Linked DNA regions of Oryctolagus cuniculus: region 1 is linked to region 2. A link is a contact called in public Micro-C data. All regions are on one chromosome and are shown on one strand. Each heading gives the region's core, a stretch centred on a gene start, on an enhancer-like site or on the middle of the called end of the contact. The rest is flanking DNA. Distances are from core to core; before and after follow the strand shown.

Region 1 (6,518 bases), core at 193-2,692, 250 kb after region 2:
CTCCGGATCGGCACAGCTCTGGCTGTTGCAGCCAATTGGGAAGTGAACCAGAGGATGGAAGACCTCTCTCTCTCTCTCTCTGTCTTTCCTAACTCTCTCAAGTAAAAAATAAATGTATATTTTTTGACAGTCAGAGTGGACAGTGAGAGAGACAGAGAGAAAGGTCTTCCTTTGCCGTTGGTTCACCCTCCAATGGCCGCTGTAGCCGGCGCACCGCGCTGATCCGAAGGCAGGAGCCAGGTGCTTCTCCTGGTCTCCCATGGGGTGCAGGGCCCAAGTACTCGGGCCATCCTCCACTGCACTCCCTGGCCACAGCAGAGAGCTGGCCTGGAAGAGGGGCAACCGGGACAGAATCCGGCACCCCGACCGGGACTAGAACCCGGTGTGCTGGCGCCGCAAGGCGGAGGATTAGCCTAGCGAGCCGCGGCGCCGGCCTGAAATAAATAAATCTTTAAAAAAAGACAACGGGGCACCTCCCAGCCTCTTTCTTTCTCCCGGGAACACCACCGCCTACTTCCAAACCAACAATAATTTAACTTTTATTGACACGTAGATTATAAAGCAACCATCGGCTACGGCGGCCAGGCGCGGCCAGAGCTCGGCGCAGGCGCACCCCGCGGCTACTCGGAGCTGTCCGGCTTCCTGCTGGACGCTGCGCCTGCAGGCGGCTTAGAGAACCGGACCCGTCCAGCACGCTCCGCAGGGCTGCGGCGGCTCGGCGGCTTCTCCGGGGCCGTGGCAGGCGGCGCACCGGCGGGCCCCGCGCGGTCCTCAGAGCGGCGGCCCGTCGCGGCGGCGCGGGAAGTGGTCCTCGGTGCGGAACAGCCCCGGCGGCTCGCGCGGGGCCGGCGGCGGCGGCCGGGCGAGGAAGCCGGGGCCGCCCACGCTGCGCAGGAGCTGCCGCAGCGCCCTGGGCAGCGCGCCCAGCTCGGCCTCGGCCCTGGCCACCTCCTGCTCCGTGCGCGCCACGCGGCTGCCCACCATGCGCACGAAGGCCTCCAGCCGGTCGATCTTGCCGTAGACGCGCCGCATCTCGGCGGCCTTGGCGTGGATGCGCGGCACGCCCTCGCGGACCACGTGCGCCGAGTCGCCGCGGATCATGTCCAGCATGGCCACGAACTCGTCCACGCGCGTCAGCAGGTCCTCGAGGCTGGCGTCCAGCGCCTCCACCTCGGGCCGCGCCGCGGCGGCGGGCAGCAGGCAGGCGGCGTAGCCCGCGGCGGCGCGGCGCAGCAGCGGCAGGTCGCGGCCCGGCGCGCCGTCCTCCGGGCCCTCGTCCTCCCACGGCCCCGAGGCGCTGCTGTGGCTCTGCGACACGTGGCCGCTGTCCCCGCCGCTCCAGCCGGGGCCCTGCGCCTCGGCTTCCTCGGCCGCGGGCGGCTCCGCCATGGCCGGGCGGCCCAGGGCGCTCCCCGCGCACGCGCGCGCACGCACGCACGCACGCTCGCCCGCCCCCACTTCCGCCCGCCGTGCTCGCTCAGGGCGCACGCGCAGCCGCCTTCGAGTCCGGGCTCCGGGGGCGCGCACGCTCGCTCGCTCGCCCGCGCACGCACGCGGACCGGAACAGGAACTCGGAGAAGCTATGGCGGCCTCAAGGCCTTGTGCTGCGGCCGTGGGGCCCGAGCGGGGCGGGATGGAGGCCTCCGGCTGTCTCCTCCCAAGCTGCGAAAGCAGCAGGCGGGCGGGCGGCCCGTGGTCCTACGCAGGCCATGTTCACGGAGCGTGCGCTGTGACGGCGCCGAGAGCCAGGTGACGGAGTGGCCGTCCTGAGTTACTGGGGCCCCCAGCCCCCCAGGAAAGCCTGCGCTGCCCCTTCCCCCGCACACACGCGGGGCACTGGGTGTGCGGGAGCAGTGTCAGGCGCCGAGGTCTAGGTCGTTTACCAAAGTCTGCCCTCGAACCGGACGCTAGAAGAGGCCGTAGTACCCAAGTCCTTTTTTAAAAAGACTGATTTATTTGGAAGGCAGAGTTACAGAGAGAGGTCTTCCATCTGCTGGTTCACTCCCCAAATGTCCGCCCCGGCCGGAGCTGGGCTGATCCGAGGCCAGGAGCTTTTCCCGGGTCTCCCACGCGGGTGCAGGGGCTCGGGGACTTGGCCATCTTCTGCGGCTGTCCCGGGTGCACTAGCAGGGAGCTGGGTCGGAAGTGGAGCAGCCGGGACGCGAACCCGTGCCGCAGCGCCGGCCTCAGGACATACGTCCTTGTGAGGTTTTATATTTTGAAGCTGCTGGGGTTCTTGAATGTACGTGTGTGGTTTGCATGTTGCAAGGACATCAGTCAGCACTCGGGACAGCCTCCGGAGAGTCCTACCGCCCGCCGGCCACACGGGTGTCTCAGCCCGCTGGGCCCAGTGCTTGCTCAGGGCCAGCAGGAGAAGGCAGACGTGATGGTGTGTGGCTGGAGGCAGTGCGCTGTAGCGCCGCGGTCCCTCCAGTCGCTGCCCCGTGGTCAGCAGCCCGAGGAGAAACCCACGTGGCGAGAGCCCAGCCTGTTCCCGTAACCGCAGGAACAAGGCCTGGACGCAGAGCCAGAGCCGCAGCCGGATTCTGAGCGTGACCTCGTGAAGGGCCTGGGCCGGAACCACATGAGCGCGCGCTGTGGTCTGCGTGCTGGTGCTCTCGAGTCCTGCCCCAGGGTGACGGCGTCAGGGTGGGCCGTGGGGCGGTGATTCGGTCACTCGGATGTGACTGGCCACCTTCTAAAAGGGGGACGCGGGGGCGGGGGTTGGAGCCGCGGTGAGCACGCCATCTGGGATGCCTGCGGCCGTGTCGGGGCTCCGGGCTCCAGTCCTGGCTCTGATGGGGCTTCCTGATCCCGTGCACCTGGGAGGCAGCAGGTGACGGCTCAGCTACCAAGTCTCTGCCGCCCACCTGGGAGACCCTGATGCAGTTTCTGCCGCTGGACTTCACTTTGGCCCAGCTCGGGCCGTTGTGTACCTTTGCAGGTGGACCCTCTGTCATCTGCCTTTCAAATAACCACATAAATAAATGCATCTTCCGGACAAACGAGATGTAGACAGGAGACCCCTCGCTCCTCCCACCAGTCAGCACACAGCAAGGAGCTGCCGTTGTGAGCCTGGGGGTGGCCGTCAGCAGATACAGAGCCTCCAGCCCCTGGATCGTGGTCTCCGAACCCTCCAGAGCCAGGCGAGACCTGTGTCAGCGTGAGTGCCCGCTGTGCGTTGTTTTACCAGCACAACCAGACTGACACAGACGTCTCTGTTGGGCGGTGCACGGCTACAGCGCGTTTGTCTCGCCTGTACCCCCGCTGATGGACACCTGGGCGGTTTTATCCGGGTGGTGTTAGAACAAAGCTGCTGTGAGAATCCTCGTCCAGTCCTTTTGTGGGCCAGTGCACCCAGATCCTCTTGAGTGCACACAAGCGTGGTCAGCGTCTAGTCCTTGGATGGGTACGAGATGCTGGCCAAACTGCCCCACCTTGATGTTCTTGGCCTGGAGGTCCGGGCCCCGCCCCCAGATGCGGATGCTGAAGCCCGAAGCCAGTTTGGCTGTGTCTGGAGTAAACGCGGCCTCAGGGTGGAGCCAGGATCCGGTGGGAGACTCGGGAACGCTCCCCTTCCCCTCCCCTCCCCGAGAAGAGGGCGGGTGAGAGGTGCAGGGGAGGCCACTGTTTGCAAGACGGGGCAGAGCTGGTGCCTCACCGGCAGCCACATCTGCCAGCGCCTCTGCCCTGGGAAGACAATGTCTGAGCCGCCCGGCTGTGGCCGAGTGGGGCGCCCACGGGGCAGCGCGGGGGTCCCGGTTCTCACCGCCGTGCTCTGGTGGCTGTAACGTGCACGGCTCTCTGGGATCATGGAGGGCAGCACCACTGGGGGAGTGACCAGCGGACGGGAGACCCCTCTGTCTCGCATCTCTGTAACTCTGCCTTTCAAATAAACAAACAGAATTGGTGTCAGTGGAAGGATTCCGAGAATCGTGTCCGTCGGTCGCTGTCCGTCTGAGCAGCACACACCAACGGCGCATCCTGCCTCAGAGGGGCTTCGCCACCGCCGTCAGAGATGTCCACTCGGCGCCACGGGGAGCGGGAGTCTCGGCCAACGGGGCCGGAACGCAGGCTCACGGCCCGGTGTGCTGCAGAGGCCGGCCCCTGCGGGACTCCGGGGATCTTCGCCTCCAACCCCGGGAAGGGCTGACAGCAGAGGTGGCCCTTTGCCGAGGGCGAAGGAGACCGGGCTCTACCGGCCAGAGCCGAGGGCAGCGAGTTCTCCCCTGGACACAGCGTGGGAGTGGGCCGCGCGTGAGAGGGGAGGGCTGCGGGGAGCTGCGGTGTAGACGTGGGGCTGCGGCCCCCGAGCGCTGAGCTCGCGTTCCGACCCAGAGCACGGCTTTAAGCGGTCTCCCCGCTGAGCTCGACGGATCGCCCAAGCGGGGTCGGGGTTCGGTGCAATGGTCGGGACACCTGTACGCCACACTGCAGTGCGTGGGTGCAAGAATCCTGGGTGCACCCTGGAGGCGCAAGACGGCTCGGGTACCAGCACCCCCCCCAACCCCCACCCCGGCCACGGGGGAGACCCGGGGGGCTCCGGGTTCCTGGCTGCAGCCTGGCCCAGCTCCGGCTGTTGCGGGCCTTGGAGGAGTCCAGAGGCGATCTCTCCGTCTCCAGCTTTCGAATAAATAAATGCAACTTTAATGGACGCCAGTGCTTGCTTGGACAGAAAGCGCTGTGAGGACCAGCCAGCCTTATTCAAAGACGGAGAGGCTGGGTTTTACCTGAAAAAAACCAAAGCCGAGCCCTCCAGGAAGGAAGCGCTCTAGCGGGAAGCGAGCAAACCGCGACCAGCAAACCCCTGAGCCCTAAATTCGCACTAGCTCAGCCCGGCGGCCGTGGGCGCATGCGCGCGCGCCTCTGGCTCCTTTACGTGCGCGCGCCCGCTCCGCGATCTTGCCGAGGCGTGGCCGTAAAGTGGCCTTGTACGTCGTGAAAGGGCCGTAAACACGCCAGGGCTGGCTGATTGACGGCCGCGGGTGCTTGTTGGGGGCGCGGGGCTGTTTGCCAGCGACGCGTTTTCTCCCCCGGCGGTTGTGAAGCGAGAGACTGAACGTTAGGAGCAAGAAGAGAACTGAGCGGTACTCGGGGCTGCTACCGACGAGGGCCGCCGTGACCCCAGCGGTGGCTGCTGGCCGGCCGCCCCCGGAGGAGGCGAGCGCCGCGGCGCACGATGCGGCCCCTGGACGCGGTGGAGCTGGCGGAGCCCGAGGAGGTGGCGGTGCTGCAGCCGGAGGAGGACTTCGAGCAGTTCCTGCTGCCGGTCATCCACGAGATGCGCGAGGACATCGCGGCGCTGCGCCGCGAGCACGGGCGCGCGCCCCTGCGGAACCGCGGCAAGCTGTGGGAGATGGACAATCTGCTCATCCAGATCAAGACGCAGGTGGAGGCGTCGGAGGAGAGCGCCCTGAACCACCTGCCGGGCGCCGGCGGCGCGGCCAGGCCCGACAGGGCCGACGAGAAGGCGCGCGAGGCGGCCAAGATGGCCGAGATGCTGGTGGAGCTGGTGCGGCGGATAGAGCGGAGCGAGTCGTCGTGAGCGCGGCGCGGTGAGGCGGGGCGGGGGCCGGGGCCGCGGGTGGGGGCCGGAAGTGGCGGCCGTGGGGGCCGGGGAGCCGGGGGCGAGGGGCCGAGGAGGGCCGGGGGGGAGGGGGCCGTGGGGAGCCCGGGGCGAGGGGAGCCAGGGTCGAGGGGCTGAGGAGCTGAGGGGAGCCGGGGGCGGGGCGGGGGGCCGGGGGCGAGGGGGCCGTGGGGAGCCGAGGGCGCTGGGAGCCGGGGGGGAGGGGAGCCAGGTGCAGGGTGGCGAGGGGCAGAGGGGAGCCGGGGGGGGGGGGTCGGGGGCGGGGCCGAGGGGAGCCAGGTGCAGGGTGGCGAGGGGCAGAGGGGAGCCGGGGGGGGGTCGGGGGCGGGGCCGAGGGGAGCCAGGTGCAGGGTGGCGAGGGGCAGAGGGGAGTCGGGGGGGGGGGTCAGGTGCGGGGCGGGGCCGAGGGGAGCTGGAGGCGGCGCTGCGAGGGGCCAAGGGGAGTGGGGGGGAGGGGGAGCCGGTGCAGGCCGGCGACGGCGCCCCGGCTTTCCCGGACGCGGTGGAAGCGACTCGGACTTGGGTCTGGCGCCGGGGCCCGGCCAGGCACGGAGGGAGTGGGGAGGAAACCAGAAACCCGGGGCCGGGGGAGGGAGCGAGTGGGAAAGTCAGGCCGGCCCTAGAAGCTTCCAGAATGTTCTGGAAGGTGGGGTGGGTTGTCTGGAGGGTGCGGCCGTCCGGGGTCCTGTGATGACGGTGAATGTCTCCGGTTTGCAGGTTCCCAGGGGGCGGCCCTGGTCACGCCGAGGAAGCCGCGCGGCGCCTGCGGTCCGTTCTGCGTCTGCTCCCCCGCCGGGTGACGGCCTCCCCGGTCAGTGGTTGGTGCCCTCGTGAGGGTCCGAGTCGCCAGATGCGTCATTTTGGAGAAACACCAAGAGAAGTGGGGCCCCGTCAAAAGCTACTTCCGAGCCGTTGCTGGACGGTGGGCACT
Region 2 (7,555 bases), core at 3,509-6,008:
GCCCCCCCACTGGCTGTGTGCCGGACCAGTCCACTGGCCTGTCGGCACTGTGTGCACAGAAGCAGGGCCCCCTCCCGTGGGGGTGGACAGCTGGAGGCGGCAGCGTGCGCACAGTCCCACAGCCAGGGAGCCCACAGCGCCCACGGCCACCCCCCGCCCTGCCGCAGCCCCCGTGCGGTGCGGTGCTGGGTCAGGACGGCACCCTCCGGGGGAACCCCACCAGGGCACAAGGCCAGCCGGGATCACGCCACCCCAGCAGTGGGGTCTGGGGCACGTGGTCCCATGGAGGGGTGTGGCCGCCGGCGCGGCCTGGTGCTGGGGGCCACACCCAGGCTGACCCTGACCTGGCCGTGTGGGAGGGGCGATGGTGCACCCGGGGCCTCGCGCAGGCTTCACAGCCTCCTTCCTGCCTGGTCCCCCGCCTGCCGCCCTTCACCCAGCCAGCACTGGGCTCCGGTGCAGGAGACAGGACGGGGCTCGGCCTGGCCCCCAGGCCCCTCGCAGGGTGGGGGACAGGCTCCAGCCCCCTTTACCGCAGTGACGAAGCCATGCGAGGCCCTCCGTCCTCAGCGGGGCCCTGGGGACGCTCGGGTGGACACCGGGCCCGCGGGGCAGGGTCGCGTCCCAGCTCCAGCCCTGCTAACGCTTCCCGCGGGGGCACAGCTGGGGCAGGGTGACGGGCTCTCACAGGAGACCTCCAGCCAAGCCCCAGGGGTAGGGGCGCCTGGGCCGAGTCAGAAGACGGGCGCTTTCTCTCACAGTGAAGCCCTGGCCACGAGGGGGGAGGGAACCCCGGAAGGTGCCCACCCGGTCCGGCCAGCACCATCTCCTGGGAGCTCCTGGCACTGCCCTCTGCCCACTCACCAAACCTGGGCCCCCAGCCGCCCTCGCAGTCCTGCTGTCACCTCCGCTCCCACTCGGACCCAGCGGGCAAAGGCCACTGGCTGCAGGCCAGCTCCCTGTGGTCACACAGGGGCCCACACACAGCTCTGCCCCGTGCTGGCCTCGCCCTGCCCCTGCAGAGCGGCTGTGTGGCGTCTTCCCGGGGGCTCGGTGGCGCCTGGCACCCCGGCTCCTCGGCCACTGCTCCTGGCCTCGTCGGACAGAAGCCCCGGGTGCTGGTCCCCTCCTCCAACTCCCTTGGAGAGGCCCGGCCTGCGGGCCGCGCGCGTCCTCAGACGAAGGCCTCCAGCATCCGCCCAGGAACGCAGAGCGAGGCTGGGGTGTCGGTGTGTCCACGCGCAGCGGCCAGCAGGGGGGAGGCCTGGGGAGGCCTGGTCACCTCCACGGGACAGGCACGGGGCGACTGCACTCACGGGGCCCCGACGAGGCCCGGCCACGGAGGCGGGCTCGCTCAAGGTCTGCGTGGATGCTGCTGATGGCTGCGCGTGACTCTCAGTGCCCCCAAACGGTACGCGCGAAATGGTAACCTTTACGTCATTTTACAATAAAAATGTTAGGAAAATAAAAGATAACGTCTGAGACTTTGAGACGTAGTCTCCGTTCTCTGACACACAGGCTCTCAAAGCGGGGTCCCTGACCCCGCTCGCACGCCCGGGGAGCCCCCGCAGGCTCCGCACCCGCACTCAGGCCTGCTGCCATGCGCCCCTAAGGCAATCCTAAGAACTCCACTTTCTGGACACCTCCTGGCAAGTGGGCAGGGCCCCTTGCCACGGCCCAGCCAGCCCGGGCCCTCGGAGCTCCGGAATCCTTACACCCCCGCTCCCTGGGGGCCCTGGGGTGAGCGACTGCCGAGCAGTCAGGCGGGGCCAGGCCAATGCCGGCTCTGCCCGCGCCCCTCTGCGCCCACGCTGCCTCCCCATTGTAAGGTGGAGGCTGGGAGGCAGCACAGGGCAGCGGGCCCGGCTTCTGCCTCGTTTGCCTCACGCCAGGCTGGCAGACTGTCCCCGCCGGCCCGGGGAGGCCCCAGCTCCAGCAAGCTGGCCTCCCTCTGCCACAGCACACCACCTCCCTGTGGCCCGCCCGCGCCCACTCACCACCCGGCGCTGGCGAGGTCCAGCAGGGCGGCGCACAGAGGGCCCCGAGACGGCACGGCCCCGGCTCCCCAGCTCTGGGGCAGCCGTTGTCATCACGCGGGGAAAGCCCTCCCTCGGGACTCCCCTGCCTCCTAGGATGAGCCGGGGCGCACGGGCAATGCGCCGGGCTGGCCAGATTCCAGACAAGCCACATGCTTGTCCCATTCTACTCAAACCTCGACTCCCACGGCCCCTCGAGGCCCGGCCCCTCCTGTGATGGTTCGGCTGCCTTCAGCCCGCCCCGCCTGCGACCCCCGACTCCCGCTGAGCCTCACCCAGGACCTGCTGCTGAAGTCGGGGCCTCTGGCCTGGCGTGCTCCTCCCTCCACCTCCCCGACGCGGCCCTGTCCTTGTCCCGTGCGTGGGCTCCCACGGAACCAGCGCAGGATCTGGCCACACCCCAGCCTCGAGGGTCCTGAGTGCTGAGCCCGGGCGGCAGGCCCAGGCTCGGGAACCCCACAGCCCGCAGCCACCCGGCTCCAGCACCTACGAAGTCCCGGGACCGGAGCCGGCACTGCGGTGCACGGAGCACAGCGGCCGCCTGCGACGCCAGCACTCCATCAGGGCCCTGGTTCAGTCCCGCGGCCCCACTTCCCATCAGCTCCCTGCTGTGGCCTGGGAAAGCGGCGAGGACGGGAGACCCGGAAGCAGCTCCCGGCTTCGGCCTGACCCCGCCTGGCCACTGCAGCCACTTGGGGAGTGAACCAGCAGACGGAGGACCCAACTCTGCCCTTCAAAAAATAAAAGCAAAATCTTCCTTAAAATGTTCCAAGATAAACATAATAAAAAATTACCAAAAAATAGTTCAAAGATAAATAGAATTAAAAATCACGAAAAGGTTCAAAGAGAAATAGAATTTAAAATAAAAAAAAAAAAAAGCCACGGGCTCCTGGACAGGCGCCGGCTCGGAGCTGTGGCCCAGCGAGACCCCGCCCCCCGCGCGGGCGGAACCACGCGGCTCCAGCCGCAGACTGGAGGCCCAGAGGGGTGAGGCAGCTCGCCCAGCAGCACAGCCAGAGGCCAGAGCCGCGCCGGCACCACCCGCGGCCTGGCCGGCCGGCGCCGCACCACGCAGGCCCTGGCAGCCGCGCCCCAGGGCCCTCCCTGCCCTCACCTGGACGGCTCCCCAGGCGCCACACGGCACGCAGGCTCCGCCTCCCCAGCCCTGTCCGTGTCGGACCGGTTGGTCCAAAGGCCCAGCCCAGGGCTGCTGAGGCCCCGCGAGGCCCACGGGGAGCTCAGCCAACAGCTCCAGCGCCCGCGTGCGGGCGTGCGGGCGGGCGGGCAGCGCACCGGGCACGCAGCAAGGGCAGGCCGAACGCAGGCGGTGTGCGACACGGGCCGTCGGGGACCCCGCCAGGGGCGCGGCAGGGCCGGGCTGTCAGCAGGGGCATCGGCAGGCTAGCGCCTGGACCTGTCCTGGAAAGGCGCGCCCGGGGTGGGTGTCCGTTCACGGTGGGGGTGCTGAGCGACGGGTGTTGTGAGCGACCGGTGGAGCCGTGACAGGTGGAGCCGTGAGTGACAGGTGGGAGTCCTGAGTGACGGGTGGGAGTCCTGAGTGAGGGGTGCAGTCGTGAGTGACAGGTGCAGTCGTGAGTGACAGGTGGGAGTCCTGAGTGACAGGTGCAGTCGTGAGTGACAGGTGCAGTCGTGAGTGACAGGTGGGAGTCCTGAGTGACAGGTGGGAGTCCCGAGACGGGTGGGAGTCCTGACGGGCGTGTCGTGAGTGACGGGTGGACTCCCGAGTGGCGGTGTCGCTGAGACACGCGGGCGAGGCTGTAAGAAAGGCGGGCTGGGCCGAGGGCCGGCGTTCGCCGTCGGCACAGAGCAGAGCCCGGCGCGGGGCAGTGAGACGGGGCTCCGGGGGGAAGGGCCGGCCCAGCGCCCACCGTCAGCCGGAGGAGCCGGAGACCCCAGGGCTGCGCACAGAGACGCAGGCAGCCCCTGCTCACCGCACGGAGAGGCGCAGGACGCGGGGGACGCGGGGCGGTGGGTGCCCCTTCCCGGCTCGGGCGTGGGGGCGGGGGGCCGGGAGACCCCCGAGGAGCCGGCCCGGGCTCTCCCCGCCGGCCCGGGCGCGTCCAGTGCAGCTCCACCTCCCGAGCGCCCGGCGGCGGGCCCAGGCCCGGAGCCGGCGGGGCAGCACACGGGCCGGCCCACGCCCTCGCAGGACGCACCTGCGGCCGCCCCGCGCTGGCCCGCGGGGACCCGGGCGGGGGCTGCTCACCCAGTTTCCGAAGCCGAACTGCTCGATGGCGTCCAGCAGCAGCTGCTCCTCGCGGCTGGTCCAGCCGCCCTCGGCCTCCGGCCCCCAGAGCGTGAAGCGCCCGCCGTCCACCAGCTGGTAGCCGTGGTAGCGGCGGTGGTGGCCGATCTCGGCGCCGGCCGAGAAGCACTCGGGGCACAGCTCGATGTCCTGGCACTCGGTGCAGCGGAAGCGCAGCGGGCTCACCTCGGCCAGGCAGTACACGCAGTACTTCTTGCCCAGCTCCGCCATCTTCGCCCGCTCGCCGCCCGCCGCCGCCGCCGCCGCCGCGCCGCCGGCCGTCAGCGCCGGGCCGCCCGCGGGGCCCGCCGCCCCGGCCGCGCACGAGCCGCCGCCGCCCGCCGCCGCCACCGCGGCCGCCGCCGCCCAGGCGCCGCCCCGCCGCCGGCCCGCCGGGCCGCGGCCCGCCTCCGCTCGCAGGCGCCCCGGCCCGGCCCGGCCGCCGCCGCCGCCGCCGCCGCCGCCGCCACAGCCGTCGCCCCGCCGCACCGCGCAGGCGCCCCGCGCGGGGACCCGGCCCGCCGCTCTGCGCCTGCGCGCCGCGCGCGCCGGCCGCCGCCTGCCCCCGAGCCTGCGCGGCGCCCCGCCCCCGGCCTGGCGGTGGGAGAGGGGCGGGCGGGGAGGGAGGCGGAGCGCCACGCCCCTCGCGGCGCCGGCCTACGCCCGCTCCCAATCGGTTCCGTGCCTCTCCCGCTCGCGGCTCGCTATTGGCCAGCGCTTTCAGGGGGCGGGGCTGAGGGGGCGTGGCGTCGAGCCGCTGGCGGGCCAATCGGCGGGCCCACCGCGCGCGCCCTTGGTTGCCCCGGGAAACCTAACAGCCTGCGGCCGAGGTCCGCTGCCCTGGCCGAGCCGGTCGGAGATGGACGACCACACGGAGCACAGGGTCAGCACCATGGAGGAAAGCGGAGACGAGGCAGGCCTGGCCTGGCGCCCATCCGACATCGAGGCCAGCTCCGGCCCCCGGGCTCCGGGTGAACCTGCGGAGCAGGAGCCGAGGCCGGAGACGGAGGAGGAGGGGGAGGGTGAAGAGGAGAAGGAGGAAGAGGAGGAGGAGGAGGACAAGGAGAAGGAGAAAGAGGCGGCAGAGGCCCCCGAGCGAGGCGCCCCCGTGGACGAGCAGGCCGAGGCCGCGGAAGGGCCGGAGGCCCCGGAGGCCGCGGGCGAGGAGGGGCCCCTGGAGCCGGGGAGGCTGTCCACGGTCGGGGCTGAGGAGCCGGCCAAGCGGGCATCGGAGGCCCGGCCAGAGGCGGCGGAGGAAGAGGAGGCGGCGGCGGCGGCGGCGGGGGAGGAGAGGAGGGCCCCGTCCCGCGCCTCCCTGCGGGCGTCCACGGCGAGCGAGGCTGCGCCCGGGCCGCCGGCCGAGGCGGCGACCGCGCAGGCCGAGGCGGCGGCGCAGGAGCGGGCGGGCGACTACGAGGACCTGGAGTGGTCGGCCGAGGTGCAGCAGCAGCAGGAGCGCCAGCTGCGCAGCGAGCTCCTGGAGCAGTACCGCGCGCTGCTGGCCGAGCGCGGCCGCTACCAGCGCTGCAACCTGCACCTGCAGCACCGCATCGCCGAGGCGCTGCGCAGGAAGAAGGGGCTGGAGGCGGGCGAGGCGCCCGACAGGGCCGCGGAGGCCGAGGCGCCCGAGAAGGAGCAGGCGTACGTGCGGCACCTGGCCGTGCTGGAGGAGCTGCGGAAGCAGGAGGCCGACGACCTGGAGTGGTACCACCAGGAGCTGGCGCAGCTGCAGCGGCAGGCCGGCGAGAGGCTGGCCAGGGCGGAGCGCGAGTGGCGCCGCTTCCAGGCGCTCAAGCGGCAGGTGGTGCTGCAGGCCATGGGCAGCGGGCGGCTGCGGGGCGGCCGCCAGGCGGCCGTGCGCGAGGTGGAGCAGCTGCAGGCGCTGGAGGAGAGGAAGGAGCGCGAGATGCGCGCCGTGCGCCTGGAGAACGTGCAGCTGCGGCAGAGCCTGGCGCACTTCGAGACGCGCATGCGGGCGCAGGAGAGCCTGGCCGACGGCCTGCTGCTCATCGACTTCGAGCAGCTCAAGATCGAGAACCAGACGTTCAGCGAGAAGGTGGAGGAGCGCAGCGAGGAGCTGCTGCGGCTGCAGGGCAAGGTGACCAGCCACGTGCAGGTCATCACGCACGTGCGGGAGAAGCTGCACTTCGTGGACACGGAGAACGCCTGCAAGAAGGCGCAACTGCTGGAGATCGAGGCCCAGGTGGCCCAGGGCAGGGACGTCCTGACCAGGACCAAGCAGGCCCGCGACAGCCTGCGCGTGGACAACGTCAAGCTGAGCCAGAGGTGCGGGCTGCTGGGCAAGGAGGCGCTGCTCCGCGACCTGGAGGAGAAGGTGGACAGGACGGCGGCGCTCACCCAGCGCCTGGAGGCCCTGCAGCGCCACCACGCCGGGCTCCTCTTGTCCTGCAAGGGCGTCAAGCAGAAGATCAGGGAGGCCAAGGCCTTCCTGCCGTCTTGACGCCCCGGCGCCCCGCGGAGACGCGGCTCCCCAGTCAGCGCCGAGCGCAGCACGGCTCGCCCGTGCGCCTGGCGCGGGGTCACGCGCCGGTGCGTGTCCAGTCCCTGTTAATAAACTGCGGCGCCCGCCCGCGGCTGAACGATCCTGCGATTCCAACCGCGTACGCCAGGGGGCGCCGTTCCCCTTCCACACGGAGGGCTGACGATTAAAACCTCACTGTGGGTACCGCGCGTGTGGTGTTGGTCACTGCTCCTACTCCACCAGGTGCAGGTGCTGCCAGGTAACTAGCACTCTCCTAACCCTTGAGCCAGGAGCTTCCTCCGCGTCTCCCACGTGGGCGCAGGGGCCCAGGGACTTGGGCCATCTTCTGCTTTCCCAGGCCACAGCAGAGAGGGCTGGATCGGAAGTGGAGCAGCCGGGACTCGAACCAGCACCCATATGGGATGCCGGCACTGCGGGCAGGCTTTACTCACTACACCACATGCCGGCTCCCCCAGTCAGCCCAAACGCCCAGCCCAGGGCCAGGGCCTAACTTGGAGCTGGGTGCTGGGATCCCTTCCCTCATCCTTGGTAGAACGCTGAGGAGTGTAGACGAGCAGTGAGTGCAGGCTCTCTCCCCCAAATGGGTCGTAAGCTCCATTCTCCTGGTGTCCGACATCTCAGAGAGAGGCAGAATCCACACCTTGCTGAGAACGTCACCGTTAAATAAACGGCTTTATACTGTGAAAACTGGTGGAGGCGGGGCGAGAGAGAGAGCCGCTCACTCCCCAAATTCCCCCAAGACTGTGGCTG

The links. Hi-C and Micro-C count contacts between places; a contact is called where the count stands out from the background.
Region 1: a contact with region 2 is called in a Micro-C map of ear pinna, with 5 times the contacts expected there. The contact joins the promoter of BLOC1S4 here to the promoter of CFAP184 in region 2. A contact is called at or near these places in 3 of 6 Hi-C or Micro-C datasets (ear pinna, psoas muscle and an unstated tissue).

The regions. Positions count from the first base shown.
Region 1 is chr2:3,368,469-3,374,986 of mOryCun1.1, forward strand. BLOC1S4 (biogenesis of lysosomal organelles complex 1 subunit 4) reads right to left here and starts at 1,443. Exons shown (of 1, transcript XM_051830061.2): 1 at 515-1,443. The coding sequence starts at 1,389. The coding sequence ends at 772. It overlaps LOC100344712 (MORF4 family-associated protein 1), which reads left to right and starts at 4,944. Exons shown (of 2, transcript XM_051830062.2): 1 at 4,944-5,555; 2 at 6,305-6,518. The coding sequence starts at 5,180. The coding sequence ends at 5,545.
Region 2 is chr2:3,119,740-3,127,294 of mOryCun1.1, forward strand. It overlaps CFAP184 (cilia and flagella associated protein 184), which reads left to right and starts at 4,759. Exons shown (of 1, transcript XM_070069548.1): 1 at 4,759-6,988. The coding sequence starts at 5,162. The coding sequence ends at 6,763. It overlaps TADA2B (transcriptional adaptor 2B), which reads right to left and starts at 4,767. Exons shown (of 2, transcript XM_070069549.1): 1 at 4,264-4,767. The coding sequence starts at 4,533.